Linked DNA regions of Sus scrofa: regions 2 and 3 are each linked to region 1. The links are chromatin contacts, called in public Hi-C maps. All regions are on one chromosome and are shown on one strand. The core of a region is the stretch at or near the end of the contact, and the rest is flanking DNA. Distances in the headings are between cores, read along the strand shown. Region 1 holds the start of TMEM106B (transmembrane protein 106B). Region 2 holds the start of ARL4A (ADP ribosylation factor like GTPase 4A). Region 3 holds the start of THSD7A (thrombospondin type-1 domain-containing protein 7A).

Region 1 (2,555 bases), core at 41-2,540:
CTATTTATTTTGAAATTTCAAAAAATGTTAGTGGAAAATAACCATTCCTCTACCCACTTTTAGGAGAAAATTTGATGGGATAAATGATTTACTCAATGGCCCACAGGAAGACAAGGGCTAAAAAGGGTGGAGAATGATTTAATCAACATGGCATTGTTGGATATTTAAATGAAAACATTTTGTACAAAAATCATATTAGTTCTCATTAGGGTCAGGATAAATTCCAAAGGATGTGAATGCAGGATGTGAAAATTTAAATTTTTAATACTCTTGCTACATAATGCCTAACTGCTTGCTAGTAATTTTATGAGCTTATATCTTCACCAATATAGTGTGAGAAAGCTCATTATCTTACACATATATATATAATTTTGGTATTAAAATTATATATTTGTTATTTTTCCATCCCTGGCCTGGCCTGGGAACTTCCACATGCTGCTGGGCGGGGGGGCGCGGGGGGGGGGATTCATATTGCTTTGATTTCTTACTTTTTTTTACATATCTTCATATTCTCTTGGTCAAACAAATCTATCCTGTCAGAACATAGAAATAAATTACTATGACTTTCTTCCTGGGTTACTATATATACATGCTGTTACCCTGATTATAACAATGACTTTCATTCACTAAACATTAAACAGTGCAGGCAATGAGTAGCCTGAGCTTGACAGTCATTTCCATTATCTCATTTAACCCTCAAAACAACTCTGTATTGTTATTCTCATTTTCTTAACGCTTTGAGGTGTTAAGGAGAGTAGACCCAAGTCACAGAGATGAGCTGAAACACAGTATTTGAGCAGACTCACACCCTTGTAATTAAGCACTTAGGGGGCGGGGGAGGGCGCACCTTGCGCAAAAACAAAAACAACCAGAACAAAACCAAAGCCGGTTCCCGCCCACTCACTGTTTTCTTCTAATAATCACGAGATTCTAAATTAAAACAGATGTGACTTTTTGGCTGCCAGACATGGCTATCGACCAGTTTATCTCACTCCTAGCGTCTCTAGTGTCAGGGGTCACTTGAAGAGGCAAACAGGTTTGAGGCAAACAGTACACGTCTTTCCCCTTCGCAAAGGGAAACAGCCTGACAGAGTCACAGAAAACGGAGGGGGTACCACCATTTTTAAATCTTCAGAGCTCGAGCGGCCAAATTTTACCTCTAAGTCTTAGGAGACCAAGGTAACGAAACAGGTAGACCGATCGAGCACAGCACCAGGCCTTCAGCGCTGTAGAAAGGCGGAGAATGGACGCAAACGTGACGCACGCTTCCGGGCTACACCCCCCTGCTCCGGGAGCGCTCTGCGCAGGCGCGGGAGCAGGTCGCAGCAGCGCTGGGCCTCGGCTTAAGCTGTTGTTGTGCCGCCCCTCCCCCACCCCTACCCTGCGGCGGCCCAGCGCTGCAGGCCGCTGACTCCAGCCCCAGCACCCGGGACTGCGGACTTCGTGACCCTTTCCTCGGGCCTGTCCGCGCCGGAGCAGCTCGGGACTGCGCAGCACTCCGCGTGCCGGTGAGCGACCCAGGACGCGCAGCCCCCAAGTCCCCTTCTGGAACAGGGCCGAGCGGGCGCCCTGGGAAGAGCCGAGCCCTACGAGGAGATGGAGGAGGGGAGGCTGCCAGGGAGCTGGGCCCGCCCGGCGACCAGGGAGGCGCTTTGGGCTGGGCAGTGGAGGTGTGTCACCTTCTCTCACCCGGGCCCAGCCTCCTGCCAAGGGGCTCCAGGCTTCGGCCCAAGCCTGGCACACAGGGTAGTTTCCGGGTCTCCGTACGTTGAGCGCCCAGGTGGCCCCGGGTTTTCTCTCCTTGAGTTTTCTTTACTCGCTGCCGGTGTTTCAACTTTAACCTTTCCTAGAGTAGGCAGGCTGCGTCCTGAGTTTTGTTTATGTAGTTTTTAAAAGGCGCCGACTTCTCTCGCTCAGATCATGACCCATTTAAATTGGATGGAGTCCTATACAGGTTTTTTTCCCCTCTCCGTAAGGAGTCTGAGATCCGTGTTGATTTTGAGTAAATTAAAGGATTTTGATAAAAACATCGAACACAGGGAAGAGGAACGGTCCCAGCACCTCTTTATAAACTAAAGGAATCTCCAGAAATAAAAGTGGTTGAAGTGCTCTGAGGAAAATCCGGTGGAGAGGACAAGGATGCCCCAGTACCTCACAGTCTGCAACTTGTCCTTTAGCCTTGATGATGCAAACACCAGTCAGAGGCTGACTCTATCAAGGCAACTGTTACATAAGAGTGGAAAAGAGGCCCAGACTGAGAGCCACTTGGTTTTGCCTTCTGTGTCTTTTCCCCTTAAGACATTCCAGTGGGAGGCACCTTATACCTCTGTTGTGTTAACTGAGATCCCAGAAAGGGTGCCTCTGAGGCCCTGGCTGCTAAGGCCCGATCCCAACTCATCTAATATTCCATACAGGCTCCAAGGTCAAAGTGTGTGGAGACGGTGATGTTAATTTGCCCGTGAGCCACCTGTGATTGGCAAGTATTGGTTTGGCCTGGATTTCATTTCTTTGAGCCAAATCAAGAGAAAATAGTGCATTTTTAGAAGTTATAAATC
Region 2 (2,555 bases), core at 18-2,517, 390 kb after region 1:
GGCTGTCGGACGAGGGAAGGACGGTTAGTCAGGTGAGCCGCTGCAGGGCAGGCAGCTGTGTGGCCACGCCCTGCCGAGGGAGCCGAGCCTGCCGGCTGCTGAGGGGCGAGGTGAACGGGTAGTGCTGGGGAGGAGCGGACCTGCTCTGGCGAGTGTCGCAAGCCCGATCCTTCATGCCCAGGGGCCGGCGGGTCCGCAGGGGGCGGCCTCCGGCCAGCGGACAAAGGGTTAACGCGCCGGCGGTGACCGCGGGCCCCGGATGTGAGAATCGTGGACCTGCGTCCAAGGGCAGCGCCGCAGGTGCGCCGGGACGGGCGGAGCGAGAGGGATGGCGGGGACCCGACCGGCCGAGGCTCCCCCTCCCCTGCAGGGGCCGCTCGGCTCCCTCCGTAGGCGTACTGTTTTCTAACTTGAGGGCAACAGGTGGTGCTTGTGGACCGAGAGAGAGCCTGGCTCCACCGCTCTAGGAGCGGCAGTGACTCGTACCAATTAGGGAGCGGGGGCGGGCGTGGTAGGGACGCGCTGACGCAAGTGACCAATGGGGCTTGGGCTCAGGGGTGGGCCGTGAGGCGTGGGCGTGGTTGGAGCCTGAATCCAGGGTTTCTAGTGCGACAACCGCCAGAGCTGCGGAGAGCGCTAAGCTGGGCGGACGTGGGGTCCTTCTCTGCCCCAGCGTAGCAAAGCCTACCAATGCTTTCTCGTTTGGACCCCGACTCCAATTTGGGAGGTGAGAACATTGTGTTTTACGTAGGGGGTTGGGAGCGGCTTGGGTTAACTGTGACCGTGGGTATGTTGTTAGGCATATGGAATTAGATACTAAAGATCAATCGATTACGTGATGCAAATTTTCTTCCAAAAAAACCACTTCTATGGCTACTGCGACTTGTCCCGCATGCTGGTGACTAGGTTGTCTCCGGAATGAGATCTTTGAGGTCTAAGGACCCCGGGGGGAGTAGAGAAAACTACGTATTACTGCAATTTCAGTGAATGTTAAAGAATTTCAGTGGCATCGATTTTTCTGTCGTCTGCGTCGGATTGCGTACATTTCTTATCTCATTTGGTATGTTTATGGCAACAAGTTTCATTTATCAAGTTCCTCGTGTTGCTTATTTAGCAAGAAGAGAGGAAAACAGTTGTAGTAAATTATTTCACAAGAGTAACTTATTCATTTCCCCCCTCAGCAGCTTGGTAGCTGTATCCCCTAGGAAGAGAACCAAAGCAGTAAGAAGAAAGCATTTGAATTTGGAACACTTCTTTGCAGCTGGAAATGGGGAATGGACTGTCAGACCAGACTTCTATCCTGTCCAGCCTGCCTTCCTTTCAGTCCTTCCACATCGTCATTCTGGGTTTGGACTGTGCTGGAAAGACAACTGTATTGTACAGGCTTCAATTCAATGAGTTTGTAAATACTGTACCTACCAAAGGATTTAACACTGAAAAAATTAAGGTAACTTTGGGAAATTCTAAAACAGTCACTTTTCACTTCTGGGATGTAGGTGGTCAGGAGAAATTAAGGCCACTGTGGAAATCATACACCAGATGCACAGATGGCATTGTGTTTGTTGTGGACTCTGTTGATGTTGAAAGGATGGAAGAAGCCAAAACTGAACTTCATAAAATAACTAGGATATCAGAAAATCAAGGAGTCCCTGTGCTTATAGTAGCTAACAAGCAAGACCTGAGGAACTCATTGTCTCTCTCAGAAATTGAAAAATTATTAGCAATGGGTGAACTAAGCTCCTCAACTCCCTGGCATTTGCAGCCCACCTGTGCAATCATAGGCGATGGACTAAAGGAAGGACTTGAGAAACTACACGATATGATAATTAAAAGAAGAAAAATGTTGCGGCAACAGAAAAAGAAGAGATGAACCACGATACCTTTTCTATTTGTGTGGAGTAGGTTTTCTCCTTCTGATTTTGACAAATGGAAGAGTGTCTACAGCCTGGTTTGCCTGCCTGCCCTCCTGGATGCTGTTAAAGCTTTGTTTTGTTGAACAATCAGATGTCCAAATCTACTGCCTTGTGGAAGATGAGTAAATGCAGTGCTTCTTCAAATGGTCTCTTCTCCCTACCCCACAAGTCTTTTGGTACTACCATTTTGGGAAGCCAAGCAAGGATAGGAAATTGACCAGAAAACAGTTGTGGAAATTTGACCTGAAGTTAGTGAAATAAAACTTTGGAGAGTGTCTGCCTAGTGTTTTGTGCTTATGTCTTATGGGGGGAAGCCTTTGCAAGGAAATTGCATGCTAGGCTTGGTATGTTAAGATAAAATGCTAATGAATGAAAATGTTATGGTAGATTAATATATATATACACACACAGTTATATTGATCACATTGGTCCAACCAGTAAGGGAAAAAGAGGAAGTGTTTGGTTTTTAAGTTTTGGCCAAATGAGTTTTGACATTTTGGGGAATCAAATACTGTAATACTATATCTTGATTCTAGACAGTATTTAAGTAAGTCTAACTTAAAAGAATAAAAATGGTATTTGGGGCGTATTCAAGTGCATGGATTAGCTTTTCCGACACAGCATGTTTTGACGTGTAGTCTT
Region 3 (2,555 bases), core at 24-2,523, 320 kb before region 1:
TGAAGAATTCTCAGTGTCCTTTAGAGGAGAAAGGAGCGGCTGGAGAGGGGGTGGTAATTCTTCATTTGGTATTGTTTTCCTGCCCTTCACTGCCCCACCAGGACCTCTAGTCAGCACTTTGCTAGGAGGTTCTGAGGGACAATTAGTTGCTGCTTTCGTTGCCTGGTTGAAAACAAAGCAAAAATTTTTCAAGGCAGGAAAAGTTGAAACCTAAACATCCTAAGAATTACACACTTTAAAAATCCGGCAATTCACTCGTTAAGAATTAAGCTTTACAAGGTCTCAGCCAGCTCGCTGGAGTCCCACTTGCTTTTAACTGTTAGAACTGCCCTCACTTGGCTTGTTTCCACGTGTCCCACATAAGCTACACTTAACAAATTTAACTCTATATCCATATATACCATGGCACTGACTAAATTGTTTGTCTTAACACAGAATAAAGACCAGAGCTAAAATGTTTGCTTGTTCTTTGCTAGAATGAGAATGTAGAGGTTAAAAATATGGCACTTAATTATGAAAGTGCAGGTTGGTTTGCCCTCATTAACTATGGAGCTGTGAGAAAAATACCATTCTAGTGATTCACTAATGCCTTTTAGTTGTTAGGTTTTTCTTTCCTAATAGCATCGGACATGACCTAATTTGCTTCCTAAGAATCATACTTTTTACCTTAGGATCTCAGCATACCCGGGCCATCAAGAAGCACAGGGGTCCCTCCTGAAGCTTAGCAGTTAGGTAATGTGGACCCAGATGTGAAGAAGGGAAGCAGGGGGAACTCCGTCCCACTTACCAGTCTTCCACAGATAGAGGGTGGGTGTCTCCGCCTCGCCCGGCGCCCCGCGGGTGCCCGGGCACACCAGCAGCAGCAGCGGTAGCAGCAGCGGCAGGACTGCCGGGCGCGGGCCCGCAGCGCCCAGGCTCTGTGACGCCGAGCGCCTAGCTTGCAGCCCCATGCCGTCCGCAACCGCTCCAGTGTCCAGGTCCGGGATGCTGTTGGCAGGGAATTTTCTTTCACTCTCCGAAGGTCTTCCGAAGGACTACAGAACCCAAACCTCTTCCCGGCTATTGTTCGAGTCAGATGAAAAGGAGGGAAAGAGCGTTTAACACCAGGGAACAATAGCGTCTGCGGTAGCCGTGGCTGCTGCCGCCACCGCCGCTGGCGGGGATGCTGCTGCCGCTGCCATTCCGCGCAGAGTGGCAGGTCCTAGTGGCGAGGGAGGCAGCTGTCCGCAGGGGGCCCCAGCTGACTGAGCAGGTCCACGAGGTCCGAGAAGCAGCGCCACCGCCAGCTGGAGGGACAGGAAGGGGTGTGAGCCGGGCGAGGGGGCTGGATGCTGGGGGAGGCGAGAGCGCCAGGGCAAGAAAGGAAGGGAGCGAACAGAAGAGGGGGCACCCAGATCCAATACACCCGCCCAAGAACTCCCGTGCACATGGTGCGATGAAATATGTTTGGGAGGATATACACCAATAAAAAGAATCATTGCCCGACAGGCTTCGGCATGACAAATAACAGGCAGTGAAATTAATCGTCACCCAAGAAGTCAAATGCTAGATCTAGTAGTATGTTCTTCTTAGTGCATATTTATTTACACAAAGCATCACTGTTTGTAATTTTTAAGCGTGCCTTCTGAATTACGTTATGTGGGGAGCAGTATTTATGAGATGTGAAAAACAGGGATATAGAGATATTTACTGTCAAAACACACTTAAACACTTTATAAATCTTTTCAACTTAAAATAATCTATCCTCAATAAAAATATAAGCAGTATTGATATACTGTGACAAATCAAAGTACATTTTCTTTTAATAGCCTTTAAAACTGAATTAGCATAAGTATTCATATGCTATCTAATTGCATAGATGACATTTTACAAAAACTAATCATAAAGTTATATTTCAGATATGAAGTTAATGAAAGTGCTATCCCTTTATTTATTCTCTGTCAAAAGCATGCTACCTTTAAGGATCCACACAGTTCTGAGTAAAACTAAAGAACAAATTGAGTTTCCCTTATTTGGATATGTCCAAATTAGTAAACTGTTCACTTAAAAATCCTTGACACTAATTTCTCTTCATTCTTACTGTAGAAAAAATGCCTTTATAATCTATATAATCTAATGACTTTGGGTCTTTTGTTCTTTGTGTTTTCACTTTCCTAAACCAGTAGTAAGAAAGGAATGTGTGTGAAGTCAGATAATGCTCTGCCCTTTCTCTTTCTCTCTTCTCCTCAATAACCTTTTATTAATTCATTTCCTAGTAAAGCTAAAATAATATCCAGGCATTTAGCCAATTAAAAACTGGCCAAAAAGAAAGCCAAAGAAAACTATTCACATCCGGTCAGCAACATTTGGCCAGATGAAATTTAAAAAGCAGGAAAACTACTCTTTATGAATTTACTCCATCAACACAGCCAACCCAATAGTTTAAAATGAGGAAGCTACTGTTTCTGAAAGAGGAAACCTTCCATAAAGCTCTCCTGGGATGCCTGTCATTTTGCAGATTACTCCAGATACAGCCCTTGCACATGCATTAGATTAAAAGCAAGTTTGATCAAATA

What was found. Hi-C and Micro-C count contacts between places; a contact is called where the count stands out from the background.
Region 2: a Hi-C map of heart right ventricle shows a contact between it and region 1, with 5 times the contacts expected there. The contact joins the promoter of ARL4A here to the promoter of TMEM106B in region 1. A contact is called at or near these places in 1 of 47 Hi-C or Micro-C datasets (heart right ventricle) and 1 of 2 datasets of contacts at active chromatin or transcription factors (alveolar macrophages).
Region 3: a Hi-C map of skeletal muscle shows a contact between it and region 1, with 5 times the contacts expected there. The contact joins the promoter of THSD7A here to the promoter of TMEM106B in region 1. A contact is called at or near these places in 2 of 47 Hi-C or Micro-C datasets (heart right ventricle and skeletal muscle).

Annotation. Positions count from the first base shown.
Region 1 is chr9:81,836,364-81,838,918 of Sscrofa11.1, forward strand. TMEM106B (transmembrane protein 106B) reads left to right here and starts at 1,291. Exons shown (of 8, transcript XM_003130176.4): 1 at 1,291-1,508.
Region 2 is chr9:82,225,430-82,227,984 of Sscrofa11.1, forward strand. ARL4A (ADP ribosylation factor like GTPase 4A) reads left to right here and starts at 1,268. Exons shown (of 1, transcript NM_001031791.1): 1 at 1,268-1,870. The coding sequence starts at 1,268. The coding sequence ends at 1,870.
Region 3 is chr9:81,516,927-81,519,481 of Sscrofa11.1, forward strand. THSD7A (thrombospondin type-1 domain-containing protein 7A) reads right to left here and starts at 1,274. Exons shown (of 26, transcript XM_021102433.1): 1 at 788-1,274. The coding sequence starts at 950.